Regions from separate parts of the Mus musculus genome. Here region 2 is linked to region 1. The links are chromatin contacts, called in public Hi-C maps. All regions are on one chromosome and are shown on one strand. Each heading gives the region's core, a stretch centred on a gene start, on an enhancer-like site or on the middle of the called end of the contact. The rest is flanking DNA. Distances are from core to core; before and after follow the strand shown. Region 1 overlaps Klhl29 (kelch-like 29). Region 2 has its middle 41 kb from the start of Gm32576.

Region 1 (2,700 bases), core at 1-2,500:
ACACTGTATAGGCAGTCATTATCAGAGCCCAGCAGTTGGGGTCACATGACTTCTTACTAGAAGTTGGGAATCACCTCAGTGGCATCCCCTTTAGAAACCGGGATTTAAATGTTTGGAATAAGCCCAGCCTGCTCACTCATCTTCATCGGGCTTTAGTACGAGCACTAAAGCGCCTTGCTATTATTCTTGGAGAGTTAACCTATAAGTCTACTGATGGCTATACTTACCTTAACAGAAATGTTGGCCCAGCCAGCTAGCAGCCACTGAATCTGAAAGCCACAGCCCTAGAATGACAAATACTTAGACACACACACACACACACACACACACACACACACACACACACACCCCTCAAGCATGCTAGCCTGCTTGGGCTGCAGGGGCCTGTAGCCTCACAGGGCAGGAGCAGTTGGCAGACACCTGGTCTGCCCCCAGAAACTTACCTTCTTCAACAGCTCCACAGATTCTCCCATGGCCGCTTTGAGTTTCCCTCCCTGATACTTTTTCCTAAATCAGCTTCCAATCTGACTCATTTCAGTTTTAAAACAAGAAAACATCAACAAACACTATGCAGGGAAACAGATGGTAACAATTACAGGAGGGAGAACACAGAGCTCGCTCCCTCTACCAGGGGCATGTGAACATATTTTTCCCCAGACAGTGGTTGTCTTTCCAGCTACTCCTGTGTAATTGGGGGCCACCTCTACTTCCAGGGTCAGGCCAGCACTACAGGGGTCACAAGGGTTACAAGGCACCTTGAAGCAAGTTCATTGGAAGCTTAGACCTGGCAGTTCTTTTGGGAGGGAAGGAAACCTGTTCCTGAACATTCTAGGCCATCATAACTGAATCTGGCACCCCATCACCAAAGGCCGAGAACAGGGGTGCTGGCTACATTCCCTGTACACTAGCCATGGCCAACCTTTTCTACCTCCTCATGACGCTATGTTACATATTAGGCCATGAGCTCCCGAGGGCATGGCTTATTCTCTCAGTTGGGGTGGCAGTTAAGAACTGGGCTCTGGAATGAGGCTGCTGGTCCAAGCCCAAGGGCTGTTGCCATTTATAAGTGGAGAGGACTGGGGTGAACTACTGCTGTGTGCCGTCCTTGCCTCACCCCTAAGATGTGCTATTTCAAGTCCCCCCCTTGCATGACTGTGAATTAATGTGTGCAGAAGAACCAACACCACACCCAGAGCCCAGTGGGTGCTGTGTGCTGAAGCTCTGATGGCAGCTACTCCCCTGTGCAGATGGCCAGCTTCATGTTTGGTGCTCAGTAAACAGGCCTAGGAGCTTGCCAAGTGGGGGACTGAGGAGGCAGCCTCCAGCTGGTCATGAAGGCAGGGGCGATGCACACTGATCAAAGCTGAGAAGATGAATCCTGGTGTTGGAGTTGGGGGCTGGAGGGTTGTGTCTGAGAGCATATGGCCGCTGTCCAGAGTCCTGAGTTAGGGTTCACCATGCTCCCTCCTATTCAATTTACCAAGTGCCCATCCTTTATGGTAAAGGTTGGATGAGGGCTTTCTTTTCCAGAGTGTCCAAAGGGCAGAGAATCAGCCAAGCAAACAAAGAAGTCCAAGGAGGCCCAGGGCTATGATTGGTCCCTGTCTGGCAGGTGTTGAGACGGGTTGTCAGGAATAAGGGTGTGGACAGAAGAACTAGAGATGGTGTGCCCCTCTGGGCAAGGATGCACAGTGCTTTTTTGGGGGAATCACAAAAGCAGGGCACAGTAATGAGGGGGCTTTCCCTATTCTTTCATTACATAACTGCTCAGGCGAAGATGTAATGCCTGAGTCTGTTTCCTCATAGGCACACTGAGAATTACAGTCAATTCCCACACAACCTGGTGAGACTCTGAAGGTTGTATCCCATCGATCCCTAGAACAGCCGAGGACTCACTGCAGGCTGCTGATGTACACGTGCCTTCTGGACCAGATTCTTTTGAACATCACTGTGTTCCTTGACACATTCTCACACCACCCTCATGCAGCAGGAATGACTTCCAACATGCCTGCGACCACAGATGTCTGCACATGTTCACACACAAGACTCCCCATGCACCTCAGCATGTGACATCTGACTCTGGCTTTCACCCTTGGTAGGCTCTCTGCCAAACTCCTAGCCTTGGGGGGGGGGGGATGCTGTGGCTACTCCAGAGGAGGATCATTCCAGGCTTGCTGAGAGTGTTAGACAGAAGCAAGTTGGGGCAGCTCCAGGATGCAAGGCTCTCTCCCTTCCTTACTCCATCCAGGGCTGCCCTACACCAGCATGCAAGAGAGGCACCACTGGCAGATCCTGCTGTTCATTTAAAAATGTGATGCTTCCATTTGCTATTGGGGGCTCAGCATCACATTTTCAGGGCGTCCATTTCCTGCCTGGAGGAGTCTGTCTCCTTCACAGTGGAGCTGAATGCTCCTCTCCCTCACCTCTCTTCATCCTCCCCTCCCCTCCTTTCCTTCCCCACTACTCTACCTCTTTATTTCATTTTCTCTCTCTGTGATGCTTTGTATTTGCCACTCAGGGAGTGGCACTATTAGAGGGTGTGGCTCTGTTGGAGTAGGCATGTCACTATGGGTGTGGGCTTTAAGGCCCTCATCCTAGCTGCCTGGAAGTCAGTCTTCTACTAGCAGCCTTCAGATGAAGATGTAGAACTCTCAGCTCCTCCAGTGCCATAGCTGTCTGGATGCTGCCATGTTCTTGCCT
Region 2 (2,700 bases), core at 153-2,652, 840 kb after region 1:
CTATATCACAAAAGTATCACTTACAGAAGAGACTGTGTGGAAAATAGATGACGAAACAGAGTTGAGTCCTGGAGACAGCTGGGGAAGAGTGTAGCATCATATATAGAACATTAGGTAAGAAGTTTTAAACATCTATTTATGTATGTGTAAATGGAAGAAAAGGTATTTAATGGCTTAGGAAATGTTCTAAGTTTTTTCTAATATATATTGAATGGTTTTATAACAGAAAAGCAAATGTTATTGAAAATAGATTCATTTTAAGTCTTTACAAATTTATATTTTTCTACTAGTTATCAGCACAAAAAATATAATGCTTCTACCTAGTTATGTCTCCATGAAGTTTATGCACTGCTTATGGACTACAGCTTTACCCATTAGGCTGTGACAGTCCCCAGCGTTCTACCTGCTGTCATCCCTGTTTGCCTGGGTACTGCCTTCTCCAGCTGATGTTTTATTAATGATCTTGAAACTGAAGTACTGTGGGATGATGAGTGTTTAAAAAGACAACAACGAGGTTCTTGGGAGCCCCACTAGGAGCCAACTGTTCGGTTTCTGAGTCTTTGTCCGCTACAGTATGGATTTCCAAAGGACAGCCTTCCTCCAGTCAGTCCTGTGTGGGTCACTCTGCCTGCCAACAGAGTTTTTGAGAGGTGTGATTTGTCCTTGATAAAAAAATTGGTTGATTTTACTCCAAACATGTTTAAATTGCATTGTGGTTGAAATTTTGGGGAAAATGATTAAAATTTCATAATACTCTTACTTTATTAATATTTTTAATAAGGGAGAATGGTTATTTAAGCTATGACAATCTAGCCGCCTAGTTTGCTGAAGTTAAATTACCCATCATCAATGTGTTAAATTTTATAAAATTAAAATGCTGTTGAGGATCTTTTTCTTTCTTTTGACTTACATGCAGGGATACTCATGCCTCTTGTTTTTGTTAGATTTTTTTTGTTTTTTTGTTTTTTTTGTTTTTTTGTTTTTTTGTTTTTTTTGTTTTTTTTTTTTAAGGCAGAAAAAGATAGTGTGTGTTCAAAGACACACACACACTAAGTACTAGAAAGAAATAGAAAACAAAAAGATTGTTAAAGAGTCAGTGACTGCTTGCTTGCTTCTGTACGATAACAACCAGGGCAGTTTTCAAAGAAATGCTCATCTTGGGAGTCACCGAGGCATACTTGGTGACAAAATGATGAAACAAAATCATTTTTAGCATCCAAAGAGGTCACACGGTTTTTAGGCAGCTGTTGTCCTTTGAAATGGAGAGCAAAGACCTGAAGTTCTATCTCTCTGGCTGTCACACATTTAGTTTCTGTCTAGTTACCATGGTTTTGACAGAGCTGTAGTAGGCGGAGCAATGACAGGAGCAAAGTGGGTCACAGCAGGAGCAGGTTGTGCACTACACCCCCGTGTGCTCAGGGAAGTGGATGATCACTTCTCATTTTCTCAGATGAAGCCATGGAGAACTTAGGGTGATTTGATGGCTTACAGGAGAACACACACGTCGTTTTCAGACTCTGAGAATAGAATCCAGACTTTCAAATTCTGCATACTGTACCACTCCAGGTTAGCTTTATTAGGCACGGTGTCCTGAAGCCACCTTAAACTCTTTATTACTATTGCAAAACTTTCTTTAAGGACTTCCAAAAACATGGTTTTATCCTGTTGTCTCTTTTTCTAAGCATCTGCAAACAATCAACACCTCTAAAATAAAATTCACCTGAAATAGAAAGGCCTTCCAGTAAGACAAAATCATAAAGCGCACACCTGGCACACTTAAACTCTGTTTTGATGGCTTTCAGTTGGCCACTATACACTAGGCATATCTGACATGTTATAGACGACCCCATAGTCACCTCCAGGCTCTGAGATGTACCTTTTTTGAAGATTTACATCAGGCAGTTTATGCTGATGTGATTTACTGGAAAAGAATCGACATGAATGGCCAAATCTGAGAAGTAACCCAGCAATTTTTAAAAATGTGCTTTGCCCACCCACCTTGAAATGATGAGCTTCATCGACATAAGTGCCTGTGCTGTGCCATCAGGCTTGGCAGAGATCTAATTGGATGGCTTCTAATCCAGACCTCTCAAGCTTCTCATCGCCTGACTCTGCTCAAGACTTCCGATTGATTGGACAGTGATGGGTTATAAGGATTTTCTCGGAAAGTGTGTCCCTAGGCTTCCATACATCAATAGCAGAAGGAAAAGGCCTCAAAGAGTGTCATTCATTGTTCTTGAGAATTATACTCCCAGCTTCTCATAATGGATAGAAATGATTTCAGCATCTCTTTTGTTGCTTATCGACCAGTTCCATCTGTTGCTGTCCTCTAGTTTTTTTAGAATTGTCTTCTCCACTTTCCCCACCAGAAGTCCCTCTTCCTTCTCCCACTGTAATTATCTCCCCATTATTGATAATAAACTATCGAGGATATACACACTAATGGGGAACTTGATTTTTTTTATTTTATTTTTGCTTTGATTCATCAAACAAGTATTTACTGGGCCCATGTTATACACTGTTTCAGACACTGATGATGCATCAGTGAAGAGAGAGCACTCTTGAAGTGCATGCTCCTGGGGGGAAGGCAGACAGTGAGCAGAATAATTAGAAGGTCAGATTGTGATAAGTGCTATAGAGAGAAATAAGATGCCGTGGGAGTCGTGATGCGTGCGGGTGCCATTTTATTGTGAGCCATCA

What was found. A called contact is a pair of places that touch in the nucleus more often than the background predicts.
Region 2: a Hi-C map of cerebellum shows a contact between it and region 1, with 2.7 times the contacts expected there. The contact joins two enhancer-like sites. A contact is called at or near these places in 2 of 484 Hi-C or Micro-C datasets (cerebellar granule neurons and cerebellum).

Annotation. Positions count from the first base shown.
Region 1 is chr12:5,156,206-5,158,905 of GRCm38.p6, forward strand. All of the region lies in intron 3 of Klhl29 (kelch-like 29), which reads right to left. Among named protein-coding and RNA genes, the nearest start is that of Gm51980, 120 kb to the right of the region's middle. Within about 2 kb of position 1,251, at least 22 of the 459 cell types and tissues checked have an H3K27ac peak or open chromatin away from gene starts, as enhancers often do. A contact at or near this core is called in cerebellum, where this site is marked.
Region 2 is chr12:5,995,514-5,998,213 of GRCm38.p6, forward strand. No RefSeq gene overlaps it. Among named protein-coding and RNA genes, the nearest start is that of Gm32576, 41 kb to the right of the region's middle. Within about 2 kb of position 1,403, at least 9 of the 459 cell types and tissues checked have an H3K27ac peak or open chromatin away from gene starts, as enhancers often do. A contact at or near this core is called in cerebellum, where this site is marked.